2 separate regions of the Mus musculus genome follow, and region 1 is linked to region 2. A link is a contact called in public HiChIP or PLAC-seq data. All regions are on one chromosome and are shown on one strand. Each heading gives the region's core, a stretch centred on a gene start, on an enhancer-like site or on the middle of the called end of the contact. The rest is flanking DNA. Distances are from core to core; before and after follow the strand shown. Region 1 holds the start of Zfp395 (zinc finger protein 395). Region 2 overlaps Gm30008 (a long non-coding RNA gene).

The links. HiChIP or PLAC-seq counts read pairs in DNA pulled down with a chosen protein or histone mark.
Region 1: a contact with region 2 is called in an H3K27ac HiChIP or PLAC-seq map of stem cell-derived neural progenitor cells, with 7 times the contacts expected there. The contact joins the promoter of Zfp395 here to the enhancer-like site in region 2. A contact is called at or near these places in 4 of 39 promoter capture datasets (the 3T3-L1 cell line, 3T3-L1-derived adipocytes, hematopoietic stem and progenitor cells and 1 more), 1 of 484 Hi-C or Micro-C datasets (embryonic stem cells), 9 of 115 datasets of contacts at active chromatin or transcription factors (the 230-238 cell line, astrocytes, embryonic forebrain and 6 more) and 2 of 9 other capture datasets (adipose tissue and liver).

The regions. Positions count from the first base shown.
Region 1 is chr14:65,354,674-65,361,015 of GRCm38.p6, reverse strand. It overlaps Zfp395 (zinc finger protein 395), which reads right to left and starts at 2,340. Exons shown (of 10, transcript NM_199029.2): 1 at 2,261-2,340.
Region 2 is chr14:65,164,927-65,171,440 of GRCm38.p6, reverse strand. It overlaps Gm30008 (a long non-coding RNA gene), which reads left to right. Exons shown (of 3, transcript XR_874722.3): 3 at 136-162. Among named protein-coding and RNA genes, the nearest start is that of Gm41177, 4.1 kb to the left of the region's middle. Within about 2 kb of position 4,595, at least 18 of the 459 cell types and tissues checked have an H3K27ac peak or open chromatin away from gene starts, as enhancers often do. A contact at or near this core is called in stem cell-derived neural progenitor cells, where this site is marked.

The DNA.
Region 1 (6,342 bases), core at 1,091-3,590, 190 kb before region 2:
CGGTAAAGAGTAAAGTTCAGCACGCAGCAGAGTCTAACATTCTCCTCCAGCAAAGCCCACCCCACTTCCCTCCACCCCCACCCCTGCTTACAATAAATGGCCTCATTTCCCTAGAAGCCCACTCCCCGGCATTGCTCCTCCACATCCAGGGCCAAATCCAGACAGTGTCCAGTAAAAGGTCAAAACAGAAGCCCTGCAGGTCAGACCCTCAGTCCTGCATGGATTCTCTGCTGCTCCTACAACCAAAACAACTGCGAGCTTGTTCCCTGGGTTCCCTGACGGGTCTCCATACACTCTGCTCCAGGGCATAACCTATCAGAGCCACAGTTACTAACACCAACATACCTACTTCCAGATAAAACAAAAGAGACCTCTCTAGGGCCCAAGTGGCAATCATCTTCTCTGCAAAACACACATTTTAGAGTCCGGTTAACAACTACAGCAGCTCCAGGCCCTGGTGTGTGATCAGCTTCCTCCAGGAATTAATTCCTATTCATTTCTTCCCTTCACCCACCCCGTCAACAGATTACTTCAACAGCAGTGTCTTCCAGTAAAACCAAGTCCAAACCCACAGCACTCCAAAAGTGCAACAGGCTACTTCACTGGTCTGTCTCCTAACATCAGATTCAAAACTCTTTACCAATATCCTTGTTACCTCATCCCCTGGTCTACTGTCTTCCCAGTCCACCCTGGATAAAAGTCCAATTCTCAGTCTGACTTTCTAGGACTTTCACAATCTCAGCCACTATTCCTCTCTCTATCTCTTACTGTTCAGGAAACATTCCAGGAGGGCCAAGGCCATCTCCTGGACTCTAGAGAAACCCATATTCATCTCCACTTTGTATCCCATTTTCATAAATCCCATCTTTCAAGGACACATAGCCCAGGCCTGGTAATTCCAGTCCATAGCTCCCTCCCTCCCTGTGACCTCCAACAGCACCCAGTTCTGCACCTGGCATTGTGACAACTAACTGTGCCCCATCTGGAGTCATATTTCACATGCTCAAGTCTTTCTATGTCCTCCAAGAGATTACAAGCCCCGACGGGTGTTATCTATGAGTCTTCTATTGCCTTTCTCACCAAGACAAGCAAGCCCTTGGACATCCTTTTGTAAACTTGTCACCTGTGAACTCCTCCTTCTGACTGAGTCTTGCCAGGGAATTATCCACAGGTGGAAATTATTTCAAACTGAGTTCCGTATTCCCTTCCCCACCTTTATCTCCCATGCCTCCTGTGCCTGAGCCTGCACAGTAACTTTGCAGCCCTTGCACGTTCATTTGCATTTGAGCTCTCAAATCATTTCTCTCTCATAGCTTTCAGAGACATCATCCAGAAAGCTTGGCAGTGGGAAGAGGGCAGAGTGGCTTCTCAGAGGTACCTGTGGGCTAACCAATTTCCTTGTGTTTCACCCTTCCAAAGCAAGAACCTCTATTTACACAACCCCCCTTAGAAGGATGTCCTCAGGCTACAATACCTGTTGATTGCTCAGTTTGAAACAAACTGCTCCACTTTACACCATTCTGTTAAGGGATCTTGCAGAAAGCAGTGAAGAACTATAGATAGCCCCTGTGCCATGGCCTGGCATCATGGGAACCCATGCCTGGTGGAAGTCCTCCAGAACCACAGGAAAGGGAGGGATGGAAAACAGGGCTCCTGCAAGATTGCTGGCAGGTGGGTCTCTTTAGATCTCCAAGAGGGCCCTAAAGTGAAGGTGCAGAGCCTTAACTCCCAGGCAGGAAGCCTTGGAATTGTTTGCCCATGACAAACTCCCTTTGCAGGCCCCCATGGGCCACTCCAGAGGCCCACAGTGCCACGGCCCGGGAGGGACCCGGGGTGAGCCCGGAAGGCTTAGAGCCAAGGGGGCGGCGAAAGGGGCCGCAAGAAGGGGGTTGAGAGAGGGTGTGTCGCGAGGCCAGTCCCGCAGCACGGCACTCTCTGGTTATGGAGAGGGCAGGGGCGCGCATAGCGCAGGGCTGACGGCTCAGCCGGAAAGGGAGCAGGTTAACAGGTCAGTGTGGCCCCGCGAGGCCACTCCCGGCCACCACTCAAAGTTGGGAGGGAGATCGGGCCGTAGGACCCGCGACATAAACAAGGCGACGCGTGAGAGGGAGAGCGGCCACCCCCACCCAGTCACCCCGCCAGCGCCGCAGCAGCCCCGGTCCTGCCCGGGCCGCGCGAGCCTCCCGGGTCTCCCACCCACCCCTGGCTGTCGGCCCCAAACCCGGGCTGCAACCCATGCGAGGTCCCGCGCGCAGCTCACCTCGGCCGGCCACTGACCCAGACAGCTCGGCTCCCTGCAGCGGCCGCGGCCCTGCCCGCCACCGGCGCGGCCCCTGCACTGCGCCGCCTCCCGCGCCGCCGCCTTCGCGCCCACCTGGCCGGCCTGCCCTCCCTCTCCGGGACACTGCGCTCACGTACGCGGCCGCGGCCACAACCCGGCCCGGATTCCCCCGCCCGGGAAGGGAGCGCGCCGAGCCGCTCGCAGCCAGTCCGCCCGCGAGCCAGCCAGACGCAGGGACACACCCCCGGCCACGCGCGCGCACGACTCGCGCGCCCCCAGCCCCAGCCCCGGACGTGCGCGCGCGCGCTCCACACACCCTGCTTGGCGGTACACAGTGGGCGCTCAATAAGTGCTGGAGCGACTCCTCTCACACATGCGCACTTGAACCTGACCGAGTTGTGACCCACTTCCCCAGCCCCCACCCCGAAATCCGAGCGTTCAGCACCACCCGGAACCGAACTAGCGTATCTGCTACCCCCGCGCCTCCTTTTTTTTTTTTTTGACTCCCCCCCCGACCCCCCCCCCAACTGAACTGCAAACCCAACCAAAGTTTCTGGCTGTTGTTTTTCCAGCGCGCCCCAGGGCGGGAAAGGAAGCCAGAAGCTCTAGGCGCCAGGGACAGGAGCTTGGCGAGGGCGACAGGGACCCGAGGCCGGGTAGCGGGAGGCGGCGCGCGAGGGCGGAAGCGCTTGAAAACCCAACCTTTCCATTTCGCTTTGGACCAAGAGTGTTCTTCTCCAGTTTTATGACTTTTATTCGTTTGTAGTTGTAGCGCGAGGCGATGTTTACTGTTTCTGGAATTAAATAGGAGAAAGTTAACTATTAGCCTTCAGCCCTTGTGTAAACAATACCGGTTGCTTTTTGGCACCGTTAGGCTCTGGCTTTTGGATAATTTGTAACAGGGAGAATCGAAGCGGTTCCATTGTGTAGTTCTGTGTTTTTTCTAGATAAGGCCAAGGACAGTGGAGAGGGGTGTGTGCGAATGTCTAAGTGTGTGTGAGTGTGTGTGTGTGTGTGTGTTTACAATCAAATTTAATGAGTAAAAGAGTAATAGCCCCTCCCTTCTCAAAAAAAAAGTTTTAAAATACTTCGAAGTTGCAGTTCACCTCCAATTTTGGACTTCCTGTGTTTCTAGGAGGCCGTGGAGTGTTAGTAGAGCTTGGGAATCACATCCCATTTTAAGAGCTGAGTTAGCATTGGCATCTTTAGCAGGTTCAGCCCTAAACACATCAGCTTCTTGATCTATAAAACAAAGCAGTGTAACTAGAGATAGTGCCTAGCTCACGGCAAATGAAAAACAATATGTCCTGGGAACTGGCAAGAGGGCTCGTGGGTAACACTGCTTGTGACCAAGTCTGATGTCACAAGTTAGAGCCCCAACATGCACAACATAGCGGAGGGAATCAACTCCAGCCCTGTACATACACAATAAATACATTTTAAAAAAATAGTATGTCCTTTTTTCTGCCCTCAACTATTTGTTGAAATAAAATTATCCAACTGGAATCAAAATTCCTACAGGAGATGATTCTCAACTAGGGGTGATTTTTTTTATCCCTAATAATATTAATTTGTCCTTAAAATATCTAGATATATTTTTACTGGTGTTGGGAGGGTGATTTCTCACTGTCATTTAAGCTGCTGAAGGCTAAGTATTCCACCAATATCCTGCTGTGCACAAGACAGCCCCACATGGATGAATTAACTAGTTTCAAATGCCTGCCTTACCTGCTCTAGGATCAGCCTGCCCAGGGTGTAGTTCACCCAAGACTGCTTCTCCCTTTTAATTCTCAACCTCAGGAAAAAGTTCTGTTTCCAGATAAGAATAAAGTGTTATAGGGCATCACATCGGTGACTTTATTTAATACACAAAGCCTTCCCTTAACATGAAGATATGGATTGGAAATGTACACTTTATGATTAAAGGGACATATGCAGTCCATGCATGGCTTTCTGTTCTTGTTCCAGTTGTCCCCAAATGCTTCTGTATAGTCAGTCCCTCCTCTCAAGTCTTTCTTGATCACCCTGAAGTTTGCAATACAGTCTCTGCCCCAAGGAACGCTTGGCCTCCTCACAAGCAGACTGCTGCTCACTCAGAATTGAGCAATACAGAAAACAAAGCACGTAATTGATCATTGTAGCCCAGGGACTAGGGTGTCTGAGACAAGTGAGTCTTCATAGTAAAATCCGGGGCTCCAGAAGTGCTTGTTGAGCTAAATGAAAGTTGTATACACAGAGTAGGTCTCCAGCTGGAGTGTGAGCAACATGGCAAGATTTAAACGGCTAGGCTCTGTAAAGGGATGAGGGTCTGGCTTCGGTTTTTGTTTAACTGTGTTTTCCGAGACAGGATCTTTAGCATTGTAAGTAAGCCTACACTAAGCTTTTTAGATAGACAAGGGTTCTACCACTTCCCAAGAACAGGGGTCACAGGCAGGCACCGACATCCATTTATGTTTCATTGGGAACCAAACCCAGGGCTTCATTCGTGCATACTGGGCAATCATACTGCCAACTGAGCAACATCTCCAGCCCAATTTTTTTCTTTTTATAATTTTTATTTATTTGCTTTTTTTTTTTTTAAGGCAGGGCCTCTCTGTATAGCCCCAACTGGCCTTGAACTCACAGAAATCCACCTGCCTCTGCATCGTGAGTGCTAGGATTACATTTATGTACCACCATTACTGATATTTATTTACTTACTAATTTATTTTTGCAGTACTGGAGATTAAACCCAGGGCTTTGAGCCTGCTGGACAAGGTTTCTACCACTGACCTAAATCCCCAGCCTGAATTCATTTTTTCTTTATTTTTTATTTTTATATTTATTTACTCATTTATTTGTTTTTCAAGACAGTTTCTCTGTGTAGCCCTGGCTGTCCTGGAACTCACTCTGTAGACCAGGCTGGCCTCGAACTCAGAGACTGACCTGCCTCTGCCTCCCAAGTGCTGGAATTAAAGGTGTGCACCACCATCACCTTTTTTATTTTTCTTAAACTATCTCATTTAAACTTTTTTTAAAAAATATTTGTTTATTTATTTTATGTATATGAGTGTTCTATCTGCCTATATACCTGCATGTCAGAAGAAGGCACCAGACCCCCATTATAGATGGTTGTGAGCCACCATGTGATTGCTGGGAATTGAACTCAGGACCTCTGAAAGAGCAGCCAATGATCTTAGCTACTGAGCCATCTCTCCAGCCCTTCATTTAAAGTTTTAACCAAACGTACACTTCCTAGAATGACTGAGTCTTGATCAAACTGGGATGCTCGCTTAGTTGACAAAACACATGCCCCACTGTGTGCAAAGTGAGCCATACTCTGAATAGGAACAGAGCCCATGGCTTGTTCTGGTTGAAATCTCTTCTTGGAATCACAGGCTGTTCAGGAACATATGTCTTCTCCCAGCATATGTTAGATGCAAATCCCTTTTTACTGCTATAGTATACATCCCAGAGTGCCTCCCTTTAGCCCCAACTCAGAATGCCCCATTATCACAGATGCCTGGTCTCAACACAAACCCCAGCATGAAGCACCTTCCCTCAGAAGCCAGTCCCTGGCCCTGAATACATACATGCAGCCCAGTGCATGCCAAGCCAACTGTGCTTGCAAAACTGACATTTGGAGTTTGTAGTCCTGTTGTTTCTGCTTCCCTGTATTAAAGGTCTTGCCTGTGCTGAGGGCTGTCTCATCTTTGGCCTGCTGACCTTCCTTTCTCCCACACCCTGGCTCTCTACAAAAGTGCTGGCACCTTCTGCCTTCCTTCCATTCAAGTAACCCACCCTTTGAAGACTATCTCCTATCAGCTTAAGCAAAGCAGACCCAGACCTTTGTCCCTGCCCCTACCTAATGCTGTACAGACACATGAATAGGTCATATTTGGGGCACTTATGAGCCTAAAATGGTCACCCTCCTCAGACTCTTGATTCTACTGCTTACAGGCGTGGCTTCTCCAATCTATCCTTCCCTTAACCTCTTAATTCTGCCTAAGGCTTCCCAGAGGCTGCCTGAAGCTTTTCTAATACAGATCCAGCACTGCCCATAGAACCCCTCCTGGTGAGCC
Region 2 (6,514 bases), core at 3,346-5,845:
GTTCTTTCCATTTCTGCAGCATACAAGCTCTGTCCTGATGGCGGTCCCTCCTGTTGTCACTCTGTGAACGGGGTCTACTGCCTTCTGAACAACTCCTGAGACAACAGTATATTCATTTAAAATGTCCATTTTCAGCTGGGCAGTGGTGGCACACACCTTTAAATCCCAGCACTTGAGAGGCAGAGACAGGCGGATTTCTAAGTTCGAGACCAGCCTACAGAGTAAGTTCCAGAACAGCCAGGACTACACAGAGAAACCCTGTCTCCAAAAACAAAACAGCAACAATACAACAACAACAATAATAATAAATAAAAACGTCCATTTCCATCTATTGAGTCTCTTCGTTGTACAAAGAAAACCAAGGGCTTTGCTAGCCTAGGCCAGGGGAGTACGCCGGGTGGACTGCCAAGAGAGCAGGCATCTATCTATACATACAGTTCTAGCCAATAAGTATGTGTGATGAGAGAGGGGACAGGCTAGAGCAATGGAAAGGCACGGAGAGACTTTCCCTGTCTTCTGCCTGTCTTCTGTTTAGCTCAGGATTGCGCTTAGATGAACCTTGGTGGTGGGGGGCGGTTTGGAGACTGCTGTGCCCCTTCTCTGCTGCTTGCTGTCTGCCTTTGTGGTTCTTTCAGTTGTCTCTCCACCTCAAGCCTCATTGTCTCCTCCCACTTGCTTTGTTGTGCTGTTTGGATTGGTGGCGCAGAGCCCACCAATATAGAAACACATCTATTGTGTGGGTGAAGACCCACCGCTTCTCAGATCCCTGTGGGGGCTGTGATGTGGAATAGGTGGCGGGCCATTGCTCTTGACTTTGCCCGCCTTTGGTTGGGTTCTGAGCCTGCTACAGCGCTCTCCTTCTCTCCCTTTCTGTTCTTCCACACCTTTGCTTCTCAAAACTCCCGTCTTTGGCTTTCTGCCCCATGCTCTACCCACTCTTCTCTGTGGCCAATTAGTCACAATGTGAAACCGAATATTAATAACCGTTACATGTTGATGCGGATTCAGTAAATAACACTTCTAATTTTCAAGGCGGGTTAGTTGGATTCGTGATATGAGGAAATTTGCGCGCGCGCGCGCACACACACACACAAATACTCATAGCTAAACGATGAGACTGTTATTGCATTGTGTGCTATCCCTAAAGAATTCTCGTGATGGGGAGCCATACTTCTTGTCTCTGACAAATGTACTTGTTCCCTCTCCTGCCGTAAGTGGTAATGGCCCAAAGGCTGGTCTAGTTAAGCATCTGGAGCATCAGCGCCCCCTTGTGTCACATCTTTATATTGCATGCTGGTCGGATGCGGGAGAAAGGCAAGGATTGGGAGTCCAGGGAACAGATTCAGCAGGTTGCTGGGCCTTGTAGGTCAAAAGAAAATAGAACTAGAGAAACACCTGTCTTGAGTCTCAGAGAAACATTCCTTCATTCCTTTCACTAAAACAGGGTTTCCCATTTTACCTGCCTAAAATTCTCCTGGAGTGGAGGCGTTAGAGAAAAGCATGTTGGAGACTCTTGGTTCAGGTACTCTGAAGTGAGAACTGGGTTTCTAAATGTGCACGAGTCTGCTGCTGCCCGTGGCCCGAAGATCACCCTTCACCAGGCACCATGTGTTCTTAAGGTGGCTGCTTAGACAACAAGGAAGGACTCACGGGGGTCCTGTGAGCAATACGAAGCTCTTCATGATTCGCCCCAGCAACTGCACAAGCTGACCTTTGGTGCTCTGGAGCACGGATTTCAACCCCTACCTTCTCTGGTGTTTTGTGGTATTAATATTCCAGTGTGCTGAGTTACCTTTCGGTGTCAAGCCTCTTGGCATGTACTGGCATAATGCTACTATTGTGGTATTTAGAAAATCTGTTAAATTGTTCTTAGAGGGCTGGACACCACTTTAAATTTCAAATGGACAAAGGGTGCAGGGAGTCTCGTCTCACAATTCTGAGATGCTTGACAAGAGAGAGGATGAGTACTGATAAGGATGTCTTGGAGGAGGGTTGGCAGTGCTGCGACTGGCTGTGACTGTTGGACTCTCCACCATGACAACAGTGGAGAAGATGTCGGGGATGCAGCCCAGTGTAGACCACTTGCCTAGCACAGATGTCAGCAACGTCACTGTTGTGATAGAATTGCGGCTTTGTGTCCGGACAGACCACACCAGGGCAATGCAGTTCCATGTGAGAGAGGTTTATTGTGTGTGTGTGTGGGGGGGGGGGGTTGTTCACAGGTAAATGTGGGAGTTAAACCAGATGGACGCTGGGAATGTATGGTGATTGCCATGACAACAGATGTGTGGGTCCCTGTTGCCTATGGGTGACATCACCATCATTGCTGGATTCGGAAGCGACCTGCAATTCCTGATACTAACAACCACACTGCCTAGGCAAGGAAGCACAAAGAAGGTTCAAGCAAAGCCATCAGCTTTAAAGTGGATCCAGAAGATGTTCAGAGGGGATTTCCCATTTTCCCACCATCCCCACAGAATTAGAAAAGGCCTTCTCAGCACCTCGATGGTTTTAAGTGTTTATGATTTTTAATGTCAAGTGCATTAAACTTATATTTCACTGTTGAAGTTAATACATGCAGAAGTTTCCGGCGTTAATGTCGTCTTCTAAGTAGTATCTCAGATGCTCACGTGATCCTCATGAGGCTATGATTATTAGCTCTGGGATGGTCCATCTTGATAGGACTGAGAGGAACCTAGCAGATTAGCAAGCATACTTTGGAGGGTCTGTGAGGGTCTTCCCGGGAAGATTAACTTAGGAGGCGCTTGCTCTGAATGGGGGTCACACCATCAATAGGCTGAGGACCTACATGGAATAAAGGGTAACAGGGAGGAACTCCTGCAACCGTAAAGCCAATTCTCTCTCTCTCTCTCTCTCTCTCTCTCTCTCTCTCTCTCCCTCTCTCTTTCTCTCTCTCCCTCCCTCCCTCCCTCCCTCCCTCCCTCCCTCCCTCCCTCCCTCCCTCCCTCCCTCTCTCCCTCTCTCCCCTTCCTCTCCTCCCTCTCCCTCTCCCATCTCTCTCCTTCCTTAAGTACCCAATTTTTGCCGGGCACACGTTCCCTGCTGTGAAGCTCTGACCTCACAGCCGGCCCAAATACAACTGTCAAGTACATGCGGGCCAGGATAAATGCTTCCTATTGGTCCGTTGTTCTCCCGTGCGTGGGTCGCAGCAACGAAAAGTCTGACGAAGAAGGTCTCCATTTCACAGATGGGAAAATAGAGGAGAGTCGGTATGTTTTCCAAGGTTATATACTCTCACTTAGTTACTTTCTTATTAGTGTAATAAAGTACCCGCAAAGGCACCAGAAGGAAGGAAGGAAGGAAGTTAGGAAAGTAAGTTTATTTTGGCTTTCTGCTTGAGGGTATAGTTCGTCATGGCAGGAGAGTCAAGGCATTGGGAGTGTGAAGTGGCTGCTCACACCACATCCACAGTCAGGAAGCAGAGAGATGAATATGGGTGCTCAGCCCACTTTTCACTTTATATCCAGTCTAAGACTCCAATGCACAGGATGGCAGAGCCCACCTACGGGGTGCGGGTTTCTGCTTGATGAAGCCTTGCAAGCAATGACGTCATGGAAACACCTAGGAATATCATGTTCGCAGTGAAGACTAACCATCACACAGCCAGCATTATTTACTCTGTGCAATCTGGGTTCGGAATGTATTCTCTGAAACAGTGTGTGGCCCTGAACCTTCCCTAACTAAACTACCAACACTGCAGTATTACAAACAATAAAGTCTAAGGACTGTTCGTCAGCAACTCAAGGGACCTCTCAGGGAAGGAGGGGGGACGCTGTTTCCTGCATTATTTATACTTTTTCTTAAACATTCCTTTACTACCTTCCTTTTTAAAAATATTTGGCAGTTATAGGAATTTTCTTAAGTCAAATGAAACATACTTATGATCCAAATACAAAAACAAAATCCCTTCTCGGTTTCCCCAAACTTGCTCATGCTTTGTTCGCAGCAGCCCACCGCTCCCACCCAGTGACTGTGGCCGTCCTCAGACCTATTTGGATTTGTGTTTTCTGTGTCTGCTTTACTTTCCTGTGTAGCTTCTTTTAAAAGTCAGCCAAATTTACCCAAAGAGAAGCCGTGTGTGTGTGTGTGTGTGTGAGAGAGAGAGAGAGAGAGAGAGAGAGACAGACAGACAGACAGACAGACAGACAGACAGACAGAGACAGAGAGACAGAGCCTTGTTCAAGCTGGACCACCGAGCTACACTCCCAGTCCACCTTAAAAAAAACTAAACCAATGTTGCTTGTACTGTTTCCAGATCTGCCTCCAATGCTGAGCTAGGGTGTTGGCAGCTCTTCAAAAAGTTCAAATCCTTCCCTGAATTCACTCAGCAACCTCTCCTTAGTCCAATCACACGAGGTTATTAAAAGGGGAAAAGCCAGCCTCTCACTTCTATCACCCTGGGGAGATTTCACATATTGCTTCCTCTTCTCAACTGCGCTGCCAAGAACAAGGCTTTGTGGCATCAAAGGCCCCAGTGTCAATACAACTATAAAATGCAGACAGCTTGGGGATACACTCAGAGCGGCTTGAACTTAACGCTACACAACCTTTTCTCTCTAACATTTCCAGGGTGAATTGCTGAGCCTGGAAGAGTGCAGCCTCGCACGCTCTTCTGGGTTGGACAAAAGAGTTGCTGTCTTGGAGCAAAACAACTGCAATCACCCGCGAAAACCCTCAGGAGAAGGAGCCCATTAAGACTCTCATGGAGCATTGTGGTGGCTTGAATGAGAATGGGCCCCATAAGCTTATATATTTGAGGATTAGGAGGTGCGGTCTTAGAGGTGTTTTCCCCGGGGTGGGCTTTGGGATTTCAAAATCTCACACCGTTCTCTCTCTCTCTCTCTCTCTCTCTCTCTCTCTCTCTCTCTCTCTCTCTCTCTCTCTCTCTCTCTCTCCCTCTTGCTTGTTGGTCAGATGTGAGCTGGTCAGCTACTGCTCCAGCACCATGCCTGCCTGCCTGCCTACCACGCTGGTTGCCATGGTGGCCACCGACTCACCTCTGAAACCGTAAGCAAGTCCCCAGGTAACTGCTTCCTTTTATACGTTGCTTTGGTTACGGTGTCTCTTCACAGCCATAGAACAGTAACTAAGACAAGTGAGGAAAGGGGCAGAGAAGGCTCGTGAGACTCTTACAAGGCATCCATGTTTTCTGGACAACTGTGTCTCTTGTCCAGCATCACTTCTCTTGCATCTCCACATTCTCAGAAGTTTGCAGTTCTCTCTTGCAGACAGGAACCTGGCACCTGCCGGGTGGGTGAGCGGGGCTCCAGGGACTGTCCTCTAGGGAATCTTGTGATGTCTCTTTCTTCTTCTGGGTTTATAATTTCTTGTTCAGGGAGAATATTGCATGATGAATGGACATTAGCTTCTCTAGGCATGGGACTTGACAGGCAAGGTCTGGTATTGTAGAATCCATTTGTGTTCCTTTCATGGCTGGAGTGCTTTTAAACCTGAACTTAAAGTGTAAGACCATCAAAGCGATGGTCTTCATCTGTGGCTAGTATATAATTCATTCTATCTAGAACAGTATGGATAGAGATGTCTTTTAATACTAGGGAATGAGAATTAGGCATCAGTTTCTAGATCTGCTGTGACTTCTATCTCTGTCCAAGTCACAAATTCTGCAGCCAAGGTTTTCAAACCCAGTACTAGCTGAGCCCTGCCAGAAGATGCCACTTCCCCCATCCATGTTTCTTTCTTTCCTTCCTTTTTCCTTTCTTTCTTTTTCTGTCTGTCTATCTGTCTTTCTGTCTTTCTTTGAGACAGGTTCCTCAGTATAGCTCTAGCTATCTAGAACTAGCTCTGTACACCCGGCTGGCCTTGAACTCAGAGACCCACCTGCCTCTGCCTCCCAAGTTCTGGGACGAAAGGCGTGTGCTACCACCACCTAGCGCCATCTGTGCTTCTTAAGATAAAAACAACCGTGACATTTGGGGTGTATCCAAATGTTCCTGCATCAGAACAACTGCAAGTACTGTTACCAACCTACAAGATGCAGGGTTACAGAGACACCAGCTGAGAGAAGCCAGATGACCCTGCCCACACTGGGGATGAATGCCTTAGTTGCAGCCTGAGCTGTCTGGCAGAAGTTAAGTCTCCAACCCATCCTTGTGAGGGGCGTGAGGTGGATGCAGTGGGTGGCAATGGAAAGGAACTAACACCTACTGTACTCTTAATACATGTGTGGCCTTGCATCAAGGCAAGCCTGTGTGCTGGATAGGATGGGCCTCAGTTTGCAGCACCAGAAATGGAGAATTGAGTGAGTTTTATAAATTGCCCAGTGAGTTTTAAAATGTGGATTTTCTAAGTGGCCCAGCTATAGCTTGGAGCAAAGCAAAATCAAAAGGCTGACCTGGCCATGGTCAATCTCTCAGGAATGCTGCAACCTTGCTGGAAATATAATGAAGCAGAGGCCATTCCGTCCCAAGACTTCTCTTGCAAAGAGCAGGGTGAATGGCTGGGATCAGGGTCAGAAGTGGGAGCTAAAGCCCTG